Regions from separate parts of the Rattus norvegicus genome. Here region 1 is linked to region 2. Evidence: chromatin contacts called from public Hi-C data. All regions are on one chromosome and are shown on one strand. Each heading gives the region's core, a stretch centred on a gene start, on an enhancer-like site or on the middle of the called end of the contact. The rest is flanking DNA. Distances are from core to core; before and after follow the strand shown. Region 1 holds the start of Cfap126 (cilia and flagella associated protein 126). Region 2 holds the start of Dusp12 (dual specificity phosphatase 12).

Region 1 (7,621 bases), core at 3,431-5,930, 400 kb before region 2:
GAGGAGGAGGAGGAGGAGGAGGAGGAGGAGGAGGAGGAAAAAGTAGAGGAAGAGGAGGAAGAGGAGGAGGAAGGAAGGAAGAAGAAGGAGGAAGAGGAAGAGGAGGAAAAAGAAGGAAGATGGGGAGAAGAAGGAAGAAGGAGGAGGAGGAAGAGGAGAAGGAAGAAGAGGAGGAGGAGGAGGAGGAAACTAGAGGTTTGTCTTCAAAACAAAACTGTCCTAGATAGTTTCATAGAGGATTCCATTAAACCTTATTTTTAATTCTGTAAGTACCAGGGGCTGAACCAAGGTGTACCTGTGAGGCAGCCCTCTATCATGGAGATACATTTCCTATCCTTTTAATTTGTTTAGGAATTGCTTTTCCTGGACTAATGAGGTGGCTACATGCGTAAAGGCACTCACCACCAAGCCTGACAACCTGAGTTTGATTCCCAGCTCCTCACAATGGCAGACTAGCCAGGTAACAGTGACTGAGGCCTTAACATTCCATTTAGGCCTTAATATTTGAGGACTGGAATAGTTGAGGCCAGCTTGGGCTACACAGTAAGACTATCTCAACAGAACAAAGAGAATGAGTTTGCTTTACATGTCTTTGTTGATTGGAAGCAATAAGTATACATTTCTTTGGTAACTTTTTTTTTTTTAAATGCCAGGTTCAGTGGAACAAGCCTGCAATTCTGTCTACTCAGGAGACCGAGGTGGGAAGGTGGTGAGTTCAAGGCTTCCAGTCCGGACATTAGTGAGATCCTGTCTCAAAATAAAAACATAAAAAGGGGGTACCTGTCTACACATGAGAAACCAGGGTTCAATCCTTAGTAGTGTGTGTGTGTGTGTGTGTGTGTGTGCGCGCGCGCGCATGCACAGGACCACTCCTTTGTTACTGGCTAAACTTCATTATCAATTTGACTAAATTTAAAACCACCTAGGAGACACACTTCTAGGAGTGTGTGAAGAAGGTACTGTCAGATTTAACTAAGAAGAGAAGACCTTCCATGAATGTGGATCACATGGACTGGAGGTCTATCCTGAATACAGTGGAGAACGCTGATAGAGTACCAGTGTTCTTTTCCACTTCCAGACTGCAGATTCACTGTGACCGGCTGCTGCATACTCCCTCAGCACGGTGGACTGTACTCTTGAACTGTGAGCCAAGATAAAGTCATCATTCCATAAGTTGTGTCTGTCCGGTACAGTGATGAGAAAAGTAACTAAGACACAAGCCTGCTGGTATCTTGTACTATTTCAGGATATTGACAGCAAGGAGCCCATATAACTTTAAAAAATAAATATAAAACCAACCTGGTCCTCGTATTGAGTTCCAGGACACCCAGGACTATAGAGAGAGAGACCCTTAAAAACTAACCTAAATAAATGAACAAACAAAGAATGACATTTAAAGAACCCCAAAGGTGGGAGGTGGAAGTGAGGGCCCATCATGTTCTTGGCTAAGTACCGGGCTAGGTAGCAACACCCTGTTTGAGAAAAGTGTAGAGGTAATATAGTAGGGATAACTTGTCTCTACCCCAAATCAAAATCACTTGGAGACTCCAGATAGCTCAAGGATAGTTGGAATCATCTGGAGCTGTTCATTCCGTGACTAGAAATTACACTGGTTGTAATGTAGACTACTCTGGTAAATTGTCACATATTGTTTGAGATCACTAGGAACTGGTCCTGGTCCTGGTCCCCTATTTCAGACCCCAGCCTGCTTGTCAAAGTGTCCTCCCTCCAAGACCCCTTATCTGTGAATGGGCTGCCCCACTCCTACTGTGACTGGCGGGTTGGGGGACATAGGAGGCACGTGGTGTTGGCTACTTCTTAGCTGAGGTTGCAGTCAGGAGTACACACATATGGCCTCTCAGAAGATATCATTCAGAAATGAATTTTATTTAGTTATTTTGCTATCCGGGCGTTTTATTTCCCACGTCCAGGATGGCAGGTTCAAAGTGTATCCCAAGAGAACAAGGAGGAAGATGTGTCACTTTGTCTAATGACACTTGTGTCATTTCCTCTTTAGTCAGTTTCTCCCAAGGAGGAGATAGAGACCACATTGTTCAAGTGAGTACACAGAAATAGCACAATGCAGGGCAATGACTGGAAGCTATTCAGTGACTACAGTTCCGTGTCCGGTCTTACTCTTTTGAGATGTTGGTACCCATGCTCAGGTTTGTAAGGTGTGTCCCGTCTTTTCCCTCAGCTCCTCTCTTATCTTTCCGTGTCTGTCCTTAAGTCTGTATTAAACAAGGTGCCATGTACACCTCCAATCAAAGCCGCCACTCAGGAGGTGAGGAGTAGGTGAGGCACCAGTACTTGCTGTTTCTACAGCTCCTGAACACTTCAAAAAAAAAAAAAGTTGAAGGTTAAGAGAGAGACTAGGGAAAGAATAAGACATACTTAAGTATGCTTATGGACTCCTCAAGGGAGAGCTATACATAAATATTTTAACCTGAGCCATAGTTAAAGCCACAGCCAAAGTTTTGCCTCAAAAGGTAGCTTAGGAACACACGTTTATTGAGTAGTTCTAGAGAAACCACCAGGGTCACTCAGAGGGTTTCTGGTGAGAGTCCGGGAAAACTGTCTCTTCACAGATGGGAAGGGTTGTAATCCCTTAGGTAAATGTTGCTAATTGTATTTTATAGTCTGCTACTTTGTGAATTCTTCTTCCTTCCACCCTTGTCCATCCTTTCAACCTCTATAATTATATAGGAGAGGAAAAGAATAAGAAGGAAAGGGAGCGACTTCATGGTTGGACTACTTCCTGTTCATTAATGGTGGAGTTTCTTGGGACAAGTTTGATCTTTGCCCACAGGATACCTAATTTCTTCTTGTTTCTTTGCACGCAAATACTTACACGCCTGGACCAACAGCTACCAACCAACAACTCACCCCACCACTTGGGGACCTACCATTTATACACACTCTGAAAAGTCCCCAGAATTCTAAATGTCACACAATTGCAGAAAGTATCTGCAGCTGGCAAAAACACGCTCCTGCTAGAGCATGAGACAAAGCATAGTCAGCAGCTGTGGACAGTCTGAAGCTCCATATCCCAGGCCTGGGATTAAAATGAAAACATACTCTTAACAATATTTCTGTGTTGCCTAAATAAACCAGAATTTCAAAATTCTCTCTACACTATTTACAGTTCTTTTGTTTATTTTCCTTCCTTCTTTCTTTCTTTCTTTTTTTTTTTTTTTTTTTTTTTTTTTTTTTTTTTTTTTTTGAGATAGGGTTTCTTTATGTAGTTCTGTAGATCAGGTCTTGAACTCAGAGATCCACCTGCCTCAGCCTCCTGAATGCTGTGATTGTAGTGGTACAATCCCCCCACTTCAATTCCCCCCTTCACCCACCCACCCACCCCCATAACTCTGACTGTCTTGGAATTCATTATATAGACCAGGTTGGCCTTGAACTCAGAGCTCCACCTTCCTCTGCTTCCCAAGTGCTAGGATTAAAGGTGTCCACTGGCTCTGTAGAACAGATTTTAAGTCAGTGGTTCTCAACCTTCCGAGATCAGGCGCGTTCAGGGTGGTATGGCCGTAGACGAGGGCGGCGGTTCTCAACCTTCCTAATGCTGCAACCCTTTAATACAGATCCTCATGCTGTGGTGACTCTGGGCTATCAAATTATTTACATTGCTACTTCATAACTGTGATTTTGCTACTGCTATAAATCACGATGTAAATGGATATTTGATATTCAGGATATCTGATATGCGACCCCTATGAAAGGGTTATTGGACCTCCGAAGGTGTCTTGATCTACAAGTTGAGAACCGCTGTTTTAAATGATATTCTGACGTAAAAAGGAATTTGTGGACATCGATGTAAATGGCCAGGGTTTGGACCTAGGTCCCATCACCTAATAGGATGGGGTCACATGCACGCCTATACTTTTCTTAATGTATAACATTTTGATGATGGTGGTTATCTCCTAAGGTGATTACAAGGATTTGATGGCACTACAAATTAATCTGCTACAAAGGAAATGTAAAACGAGCAATTATGATTTCAGAGTTCCCATTAGTGAATTGAAGATTCTGTAAGTTACTTAATGAAAGATAACCTTCCTAAGTTAACTGCTAAACTGTTGAGCGAGGCCAGGGATTGGGGGTGGGGATGGGGGGGATGTGCACCACAGCAATCACACAGCTCAGGAGGCCGAGGCAGGTGGATCTCTGAGTTAGAAGCCTGATCTACATGGCTACACAGAAAAACCCTGTCTCGTAACCCCCTCTCCCCTCAAAAAAGGATTAGGCTGGAGCGACGGGAACTCTGTTGGAAGGAAAGGGAAAGTATCCATTTCGCTTGTGGAGGTTTTCAGAGTCCCTTGGCCACAGCCTCTGTCGCAGAGAGGTCCTGCCCTTTCTCTGCTCTGCTCTCCTCCCGCAAGTGCGTGGCGCCCGAGAGTCACATCCGGTCCCACTGTCCAGAAATGAGCTCAGCGCGCAACCCCCCCCCCCCCCCCCCTTTTACGGTGACTCACGCCTGATTACCCGGAAAGCTCTACTGGGACCGTGGGACCCGGCGTGAAGGCGGCGGGGGGTTGGGAGGTGCACAGGGGACAAGGCCGAACAGGCTGCGTCCCGGAGAAGGAACCGGATGCTGGGGATGAGCCCAGTGGCCTGCAAATCCTCAAGTCCCGCATTTTGGTCTCAAAGTGCTGTCAAGAAACGCTTTGCAACCTAGGCCAGCCCCAAACTTGTCTGGGAAGCCACCACTACAGACAACGCCCCTCTGTTTTCGGTTGGCTCCCTTTATAACCAGTGGTTGCAACCGCTAATTTGCTTTCCTCTTGTTAGACCGGTTCATTTGCATAAACCAGCCTCAGTAAATCTTCCATCTCAAGGTGTGTGCTCCACGTTATGTGTATTAGTACACCTCTGTTAATATAAGAAAATACCGTAATAGGTACAAAACGAAGATTATTTAGGCCAAAGATCCAGTATCAGGCGCTCTCGTGTGTTAGTTCTCTGGTGAGGACTTCATGGTGATACAGGAGACATACGTGGAGAGCCAGAGATCGAGAGGGAATTCAGGGGCCAGACTTTTTTTTTTTTTTAAATAGCAACTTTATCTTGAGAAATACATACATGATGTAGCTTACTTATTATGCCCTACTTTTTTTTTGAGATTGATTTATTTAATGTATATGAGTACACTGTAGCTGTTTCAGACACACTAGAAGAGGACATCAGGTCCCATTACAGATGGTTGTGAGCCACCATGTAGTTGCTGGGATTTGAACTCAGGACCTCTGGAAGAGCAGTCAGTGCTCTTAACCGCCGAGCCATCTCTCCAGCCCCCTACTTTTATTTTTAATTTATTTTTATGTCTATGGATGTTTTGCCCGCATGTGTATGTCTGTGCACCGAACTGGGTGCCTGGTGTTAGGGAGGTCAGAAGAGGGGGTAGGATAGCTTCCCTGTGGGTGCTGAGATCCTCTGGAAGACACCAGTACTCTTAAACACTAACCTCATCAGGGCTACTTCTTAATGCTTCTAACGCAGCCACACTGAGGACCATCTTCTAGCACACAAACAATTATCCATAAACCATATCCCATCTACAGTACTGTATGAGGCAACCTATTCATGGCTTAATACATGGATAGGTTGGGAGGGGGTGTTTTGCCTAACACTATGGGTCAAGGTCAGTGTCTAACAGTTAGAGGTTAGTGTATGATTTATGGTCAAGGTCAGATCGCAGCTCTGTCCTCATCCATCCTTAGTGGAACTCAGGATAATGGTCAGACTCAACAGTACAGTGCTTACTTCTCTCTGAGTCCCAGGATGTGGTTTTCACTCTGTGCTCTGGAGTTAAGAATAGGCCATCATATACTTGGCATTAAATAAAAATTAAAACAACAACAACAACAACAACAAACTCAGGTGGCTGAGGCAGGGCCAGCATGGAGTACAGTATGAGACCCTGTGTTCTATATCGTCCTTCAGTTTTGGATGAGTGAATTCAGTAAGTATAAATTGAGCGAAGTTAAGAATTATCCAGGTAGAGTAACAGATACCTTTAATCCCAACATTGAGGAGGCAGAAGCAAGAAGATCTCTGTGAATTTGAGGCCATCCTGTCATATTCAGTAATTTCCAGGCTGGTCAGAGCTACAAAATGTGTCTTAAAAAGAAAAAAAGCACAGGATACCCTTCCAGGGGACTAGGTTCTGTCCCCAGCACACGACAGCTCCAGTGTCTTTAGCTCCAGTTTCAGAGGACCCAATGCCTTCTTCTGGCCTCTGAGCGCGTGCACTATATTGCATGTGGTACACAGACATATATGCAGGCAAAACACCATATGCTTTAAGAATAAATAAAATAAAGGGACTATGGAAGTGTTGTTGAGGCAGCCAAAGTTCCCAGTCCAAAGTTGGAGGCACGCTGTCCTCCTGGGTGAGGTTTCCAAATAAAGGAGCAAAGAGCATGCAGCAGACAGAGGCTCGGGTTGCTTGCTGAGGCAACGGTACTGGAGCTCACGGCGGAGAGTTCTGGCTTTCTTAGTCAAGGTTGGGAATCTGAACTTAGGTTTCCATGCTTAGGGAGCAAGCACTTTGTAGACTGCCATCTCTCTCTAGCCATGGAAAATATTTTCCCCATAAACATTATTAGTATTATTGTAATTTTTGAGACAGAGTTTCTCTGTGTAGCCCTGGCTGCCCCGAAACTCACTCTATAGAACTCAAGAGTTCTGCCTGCCACAGCCCCCCCCCCCCCCCAGTGTTGGGATTAAAGGTGTGAGCTACCACTGCCTGGTGGAAAATAATTTTTTTAAATAATTTTTTTAATAAAGAGAAAATATATTGTTTCGAAGCGACTTAGGATCAAGGACCTTAAGATTCCTCATGGCAAGAGACTGTGAAGTGGGAGAGAGGGAGAACGATTGTCATGTCTGAGAACTGGATGGTTGACATCTTAAAACAAATAGTAAAACCAACCACAGCCAAGACGGGTGTAAATAATAGTTTCTCTGCTGTATGAAGGGTAATGCTACCGCATTATAAAGCAAGATAAAAGATCATCACGGGGTAGGGGGTGGCGGGATAGATCTCAATACAGGTTATAAACTCTGGAGAGGAGGGACTGACGCGAGGCAATCCCTGCTGAAAAGATCAGAGCCCTTCCGGGGGCAGAAGTATGAACTGACGACTCCACGCACTGAGCAGCGGTTTCTGGCTTTCAATGTGTCCGCAGTGCCTTCTGGCAGAAGCTGAACAAAGGCAACAAAAGAAGGACAACAAAAATAACTGCGGATCTCTTGCTGCAGAAACAAAATCCATCCCAAGCGTCATTGCTCTGGGAGGACCTGTTCACCCCCGCCACTCTCCCGTCGTTTGTAACTGTGCTGTTCCATCCCTCCGTGGGACCCAAGAGGGCGTGGGATCTCACTGTAATTCGATCAGATCCTTTTGTGGATTCTAGCGGTAAAATCTTTTAGATCCTTCAATAGGATTGAAAAGAGTATAATAATAGGTACCTCCTACAAAAAGTAGGAAGTAGCTGTTTCCGCCCGGTTTCGAACCGGGGACCTTTCGCGTGTGAGGCGAACGTGATAACCACTACACTACGGAAACTAGCTGTCTACTGCGCTTATATAAACTGTACTTAAAGTGAAT
Region 2 (7,640 bases), core at 351-2,850:
TAGAGGAGCAGCAGCTATTCTTCACAGGCATCCTGAAGGAGCGACTCTTCTGCATGGGCAGAGCTTGAACACTAGGGGCTCTCAAAGCCCACCTCCACAGTGACGCACTTCCTCCAACAAGGCCACAGCTCCTAATAGTGTCACTTCCCATGGGCTAAGCATATTCAAACCAGTACAGCGATCTAGGATCATGGTTCTTGGTACCCAAGCAAAGTTCAGTATGGGTTCTATCTCGTGTAGTGGGTTTTAAATCAGATCAGATACTGGCTGGTTCCTGCCACCATTGCACTAGCGTATCTTGCAGGCAGGACACCATTGTAGATCAAAGGGTTTGAGGCTGGGCTGGTGTTCAGATTTCTCCTTTGGTAGCGTGTGGAGTACCTTCCTGCACCAAAGACACTCGTATATGTGGGTGAAGGCTCTCTGAAGGAAGAAGTTCAGCTTCTCCATGTCTAGTGAGTTATGTAGGTGTTGTCTTCAGGATTGGGGTCTTGCCATCAGTTGGTGGAGAGCAGCCTAAGGTCTTGGCAACAGTTTGAGTGGGTTTGGGGTGGGGGTGAGGGTGGGTTCCATGAGACTCCATTGACCAACAACTCAATTAGATGTCGACCAATCCTGACACTGGAAGCTTCATTTGGTGACAAGAGATGTCCAGTTGGAGAGTCTGTCTCCCCCATTATTTGGACATTTCATTTAGATTGCCTTCATATATGTTTATTTTAGGAAGCTCTACCATATTAGGTTTTCATGCCCCCCCCCTTAATTTTAGCTGTCTGTCCCTGCTTTTCTCTTCCCTTTCCCATTGGATCCTTCTGTTCTAGCCGCCCCTCAATCCAGCATAACTATCTATTATTCTATTTACCTTTCCTAGGGAGATCTATCTTTCCTCCCTGGTCTGTACTTAAGCTCTGTACTTAAGCTCTGAGGTTCTATATATTGCAGCTTGGTTATCATTGACCTAACAGCTAATATCCACATATAAACTTATACATACCAGATTTGTCTTTCTGGGTCCTCACTCAGAGTGATTTTTTTCCCCCTAGCTTTATCCATTTACCTGTGAATTTCTTCTTCTTCTTCTTCTTCTTCTTCTTCTTCTTCTTCTTCTTCTTCTTCTTCTTCTTCTTCTTCTTCTTCTTCTTCTTTTTTTTAATGGTTGAGTAACACCTTATGGTGTAAAACGCACCACATTTTCTTTATCCAATCTTCTGTTGTGACACATCTAGGTTTCCGATTTCTGATTAGGAAGCATCAATGGACAACATGGTTGGGCAAGTGTCTATCTTGAGGTAGATTCCCATCCTCCTGAGGAACTTCCGAGCTGATTTCCATAGTGACTGTACAAGTTTGCGAACCCACCAGTAATGGATGAATGGAGACTTCATTTTCTGCCTTGGACTTTAGAGGCTTGGGTGGAAAGGCTGCTCTAAAAGGAGCTTACTTAGCACACAGTCCCAGCAAGCCTCACATCACCTTCCCCAGAATCAGTCATTTTCCCTATTGCCGTGGTCCTCCCATGGCGCTACCGAGCGGCTGGAGTTAGTCCGACACCGGAGCTGGTTACTCTAGCCGGTGACTTGGTGGCGGGCAGAGGCTGCTTGGCTTCCTGGCGCCGCCATGTTGGAAGTACAGAGCTCTAACCATGGCTGCGAGCGTCAGGCTCCGACTACCAGCCCCGCCAGCTCGGCAGGGCACGCGGTGGAAGTGCGGCCCGGGCTGTATCTGGGTGGGGCGGCGGCAGTGGCTGGACCGGACTACCTGAGGGAGGCGGGCATCACCGCCGTGCTGACGGTGGACTCGGAACCGGCTTTCCCGGCCGGGGCTGGTTTCGAAGGTCTCCAGAGCCTCTTCGTGCCCGCGCTGGACAAACCCGAGACCGACCTGCTCAGTCACTTGGATCGGTGCGTGGCTTTCATCGGCCAGGCTCGCTCCGAAGGCCGTGCGGTGTTGGTGCACTGGTGAGTGCCCCAGGCTGGGGGGCGGTGCCTTACCCCGTGTCTAGCCTCTCTGCTGAGGCGCCCAGAAGTGGAGGGCGGTGCTGTCATAGCCCAAACCCTCTTTCCTCATCTTCCCTTGGGGTTTGTGGCTCAAGGGAGAGTTCGTAAACCCGCCCTTGGTTAAGGTTTTGTTTGATTTCATTTTCCAGCAACCATTGTCTGTGCATCCATCCTTCCATCCGTCCATCGGTCTATCTGCCTATCTGTGTTTTTGGAGTTTGGGGTTCACCAGATTAGTTCATTAATCACTAACCATTACAATTATTTCATCAAGTTTAGCAGCTTTGTAAGAGAAGTCAGAATCATTCTGGTGAATGGAGTACAGGGGTGAAAGTACGTGATACTTTTCTTCCTCGTCCTAAAGCTCACTAAACAAGAGAAAAACATGGGGCTTTTTGTTTTTTGAGGCAAGGTCTAACTGTACAGATCTGGCAGGCCCGGAACTCGCTATATCGAGCAGGTTGGCTTCAAAAAGCACAGATATCCTCCTGCCTCTGCGTCCACAGTGCTGCACACCTTTAGTGAGCCACCATGCTCGGGCAGTTTTAATCAAAGATTTACGTGACTCGCAGGTTTAGAGAAGCATGCACGGACCAAAGGAAAACCGTTCGTTCACATTCTGGGACTAATTAAGACTGGACAGTCGTATAGAAAAGGGATTGGACAAGAGGAGTGTGACATAATGCTATGGAAATGAGCCAGGAAACTCAGCCTGTCCTGAATTGATCGTCCTCGGGTGTATAGGCAAAGCCCTTTCTGGAATTGTGGTCTTAGGATGTATCGGACTAAATCGATCGGAGAATTAATTTGTCCTGCTTATAGCACGTTAGGCAAACATGCTGCTACTATGATGACACAGCCCCGATCTTAAGAAAATGCCTTTGGGGCAGGTTCTTGGAAAGGTGGAGGAAAGTTAGAGTGATGTTTCTCTCCATATTTTTGTTGTTTTGTTTTTGGGATGGAAGTTTTGCTGTGCGGTCTAGACAGTCCTTGAACTTGGGACCCTCCCGCATCCACCCCCAGTGCTGGTATTCTTTTTTTGTTTTTTGTTTTTTGTTTTTGGAGCTGGGGACCGAACCCAGGGCCTTGCGCTTCCTAGGCAAGCGCTCTACCACTGAGCTAAATCCCCAACCCCAGTGCTGGTATTCTATGCATGTGCTACTTACTGCTTTGACTTTAATTCTGGTTTTTGTGCTTAGAGTTGAAGAAGAGTGCTTCTAGCCTCTCCTTCAAGGTTCGTCAGAACATCAAGTGTCCAACACAGTCGAGTATGAGAGTCAGAGGTGCAGGGCTTCGCCCCAAGAAGCCCAGGTACCTGAAGTTGGGTCTGGGGTACAGACCTGAGTGAGGATCACTACAACCCTGTGTTCGACTATTGATTGACGCCCTGTGTGGCCAACTGTGTTCATTGCCCCTGAGTCCCACCAGAGGGCGCACGATGGCCAAACTGCTGCCTGCACCCATCTCTTCCACAAGGTGGAAGGAGCCAATGCAAATAAAGTTATTAAGTACTGGTGTGGGGGAAAAAAAGAAGGAAAATCTTAGTAGGTGTTTGGGGATCCCAGGGTAGTCCTGTTGGGGTCCGTCTGAACTGCTTCGTTGGACACTTCCTGTGTACCAGTAGTTGTAAAGATTTACACAAGGACAGAAGGTAGTGATGAGAAGTATGGAATCAGATCTGGAACAACTTGAAGTCAAGAGCCGAGGCGCCATGGCAACAGTTAAAACATTGAAGGCAGGCATTGTAGAATAGTTAATGCATCCACACTGTTCGGAATTAAGAAGGAATAAGGAAATAATCGATTCATGTTGTGCGTTGACAGTATTTAAGGGGCAGTGGGTTAATTTGAATGGAAATAGGAATGAGCTGGGTACAGGGCGCCGCACCTGGAATTCCAGCACCGAGGAGGCTGAGGCGGGAGATCGTCCTGACTCAGAAAGGAGTGAGGTGGACCGAAACGTTACCACTAACAGTCGCTGGGCTTTGTCTTTTAGTTTATTTGTTGGTTGATTGATTGAGACAGGGTTTCTCTGCGTAGCCCTGGCCATCCTGGACTCAACTCTGTAAACCAGGCTGGCCTTGAACTCACAGAGATCTGCCTGCCTCCGCCTCCCGAGTGCTGGGATTAGAGGCGTGTGCCACCGTGCCCAGCCTGGCTTGCTTTTTAACTGCTGCTATCTGCTATTTTATTTCGAAGGTCTCTTTTTCAGTCATGCAGGAGTCAGCCGCAGTGTTGCTGTAGTGACGGCTTTCATAATGAAGACCGAACAGCTTACCTTTGAAAAAGCCTATGAAAACCTCCAGACCATCAAGCCAGAGGCTAAGTGAGTCCTTTGGAGTCCCAGTCCCACGCGTGTGTTCGTGCGTGCGTGCGTGCGTGCGTGCGTGCGTGTGTTATTTTGTGTGTGTATGGTGTGTGTCTATATGCATGTATGTATACTGTGTGTGTGTCTGTGTATGGTATGTGTGTATGGTGTGTGTGCACATACATGTGCATATGTGCACACTTGTGTATGTGTGTGGTGTATGTGCATGTGTGTGGTAGGTGCATCTCTCTGCACTTCCATAGGCCAGAGGCAAACAGGGTCTTCCTTCTTGGCTGCAAGCAGTTCTCTTGTTTTCATGTCTCCTTAATCAGAGACTCTGAACTTCATACTTGCTACCATTGCAGGATGAATGAGGGGTTCGAGTGGCAACTGAAGCTCTATGAGGCGATGGGACACGAAGTCCATACCTCCAGTGCCGTTTACAAGCAGTACCGTTTGCAAAAGGTGACTGAGAAGTATCCAGGTGAGCAAACACGGGTACTGGGTTGACTGGGCTCTTCTGGGCTGTCATTTTCTTGGACACTGAATGCATTCTGTCACTTTCCAGGAAATCCTAGGAGGCAGAGACTGTCGGTTCCTTTTGTTTAGCAGAAAGTCACGTGGTTTAAAAATGGCGGGATTGAAGTCAGGCGCCCTGTTCACAGCGAGGGCTTGCTCACTCTGCTTTCCTACCTCGCTTCTCAACATGGAGATCTTTGCCTTTAGTTTCTGAGTTTAGCATGGATCACCTCAGTTCGGCATTGGGATTTTATCTGAAAATCTAGAAGGTTCATCTTGACAGTTGGATGCATTTATCTTGTAGAACTTCGGAATTTGCCTCGAGAACTCTTTGCTGTCGACCCAACTACCGTTTCACAAGGATTAAAAGATGACATCCTCTACAAATGTAGAAAGTGCAGGTAAAATATCTTGTGTCCCCTGGAAATTTTATCATCGTGGTAATTGGAAAAGCACTTGAAGCTTTATTTCTGCAAGAAGAATTTGTTTACTTGAATATTACGAAAATTTCACGTCCAAACCTGCCTCACAATTTAGTAATCGGATTGTAAGGCAACTGAAGTGAAGGCAAGTGAAGCATACTCAATGGCGTATTATTGACCTGTAAGAAGTATTATACGTTTCATCTGGGCTTTTGTTAATGCTTTTGTCTTTGGTGGTTTCACAGGCGATCTTTATTTAGACGTTCCAGCATTTTGGATCATAGTGAAGGAAGTGGGCCAGTAGCCTTTGCTCACAAGAGAACAGGACTGTCTTCCGTACTTACCACAGGGAATCAGGCTCAGTGTACATCTTACTTCATCGAACCTGTGCAGTGGATGGAGTCTGCTTTGTTGGGGGTTATGGATGGACAGGTGAGAACACGGCTTTCTACGGTTTCGTCGTATCATCTAAATTCTGTGTTAGAGCCGGGGACGTAGCTCGGTTGACAGAGTACTTCCCTAGGGTTGTGCACGAGGCCCTGGATTCCATCTCCAGCATCACGTAAGCCGGGCATCCCCAGCACTCGGGAGGTTGAGGCAGGAGGTCAGTCATTAAGGTCACCTCAGGCATGCAGTGAGTTTGAGACTATCCTGACATTCACGAGACGCTATCCCAAGACAGTACAGCAAACACATTTTTATTTACTTTTTTTTGTTTTGTTTGTATTACATTTTCTTCACTTTCTATATGGTGTGTGTACCTGTCAGGGGTGGGAGATTTGGGTAACACACGCTCACCTACTTGGAAGCCAGAGGAACTTGTGGAAGTTGATTCTCTCTGTTCACCATGAGTTTCAGGATCAAGCTCAGGTCATCAGACTTGGCCAGAGGACCTTGGCCTCCAGTGCCAGCTTACTGTCTGGACAAAAGCCAAAACAAATCAACACCATGTTTAACATTTCCTTCCTGAAGAGTCTGAGGATTATACCCTTTTAGTACATGGGTAAGGCTATCAAAAATAAATGACTTCTTTTTAAATTAAACTCAAGGTTTTATCCATGTAAGCACGCACTCTACCATGAAACCATGCCCCCAGTATTCAAGTCAAATGTTTTTAAAAATTAGCTGATTCGAATTCATTAGCCACATTTGATGGAGAACCACATCCAAGTTAGGTTTATTTCAAACTCTTATTTTATGTTTTCAAATATAAGACTAACATTTTAAGGATAATTCGATAGATCACAAAATTAAATAGGGGGATAAATCGAGGCAAAATTAGGTTTAAAATTTATTTTTCTCTTTGGCTTTATGACGCACATTTTCTATTTTTCTGGTCTTTGAACTTAATTCATTTGCTATGGGATGCTTTTCATTCTCTGTTAAAGATTGGAGCTCAGGGGGGTTGGGGATTTAGCTCAGTGGTAGAGCGCTTGCCTAGGAAGCGCAAGGCCCTGGGTTTGGTCCCCAGCTCCGAAAAAAAGAACCAAAAAAAAAAAAAAAGATTGGAGCTCAGAATCATATCCTGAAGCCCTCACAATTTCCCTTCTGCATACTTGTTATTAATCTGAGGTATTCTATAACAATTTTTTTTTTTAATGCTGGAGATTTGATCCAGGGTACTCGCATGCCCTATGTATTCTCCATGAGCTACAGGTCAACCGTGTGTAGTAACAATCATAATGAGTTGGAAAGGACGTATGGGCGTGTGAAAGTCTGTACAATAGATTCTTTATGAAACCTTTATCTCACTTGCGAATATACTCAGCTATGATTTAGAATCTTTTATGAAACAGGCTCGACTCTGTTGTCTACGAGCGCTCATTCCGTAGGCTAAATTAAGGCCGCAGTCTGTCGATATACTTGCAATCTAGTGTTGAGGAAACAATTTGTATTAGTTACTCTGTTGTCTGGAGAGGGGTATCCACATGTTCAGATTGAACTGCTCTTAGTTATTTATGTGTGATTCACCATTTTATAGTGTTTTACTATAGCTGCAGGGGTTGGTTGGTTTGTTTTTGTGTTTGGTGATCACCGCACTCAGTACACTCGTCGGGAGTCACTCCGAGTTTTTGCTGCTGTTATTTTCACTGTGGTTTTCCTCTGTGGCCTAGGTTGGGCTTGAACTCATCCTTCGTCCTCAGCCTTCTGAGCGGTGGCATTAGATATGCATTACGAAGCCTGGCCCCTGCCCAGAGTTGATTTTTGAGACAGGATCTCATGGAGCCCAGGCTTGCTCCACTCCTGGCCCTCCTGCGTCTACCTCGCAGGTGCTGGAATTGTAAGACTGCACAGTTGGACCTGGCTCTCTTCCCATTCCTAGGATTAGGTTTTGTCAGAGGGCTTTTGACCTCAGAGAAATCCAGTTTTGGCTGTTGTGCTTTTGGCTTGCCGC

Evidence for each region. Hi-C and Micro-C count contacts between places; a contact is called where the count stands out from the background.
Region 1: a contact with region 2 is called in a Hi-C map of the A7r5 cell line, with 7 times the contacts expected there. The contact joins the promoter of Cfap126 here to the promoter of Dusp12 in region 2. A contact is called at or near these places in 8 of 12 Hi-C or Micro-C datasets (the A7r5 cell line, the Rat2 cell line, Schwann cells and 4 more).

Annotation. Positions count from the first base shown.
Region 1 is chr13:86,056,201-86,063,821 of GRCr8, reverse strand. It overlaps Cfap126 (cilia and flagella associated protein 126), which reads right to left and starts at 4,680. Exons shown (of 6, transcript NM_001109075.1): 1 at 4,485-4,680. Trnav-cac3 (transfer RNA valine (anticodon CAC) 3) reads right to left here and starts at 7,579; the gene lies at 7,507-7,579.
Region 2 is chr13:85,657,967-85,665,606 of GRCr8, reverse strand. Dusp12 (dual specificity phosphatase 12) reads left to right here and starts at 1,600. Exons shown (of 6, transcript NM_022248.2): 1 at 1,600-1,958; 2 at 4,209-4,322; 3 at 4,670-4,788; 4 at 5,128-5,224; 5 at 5,491-5,677. The coding sequence starts at 1,618.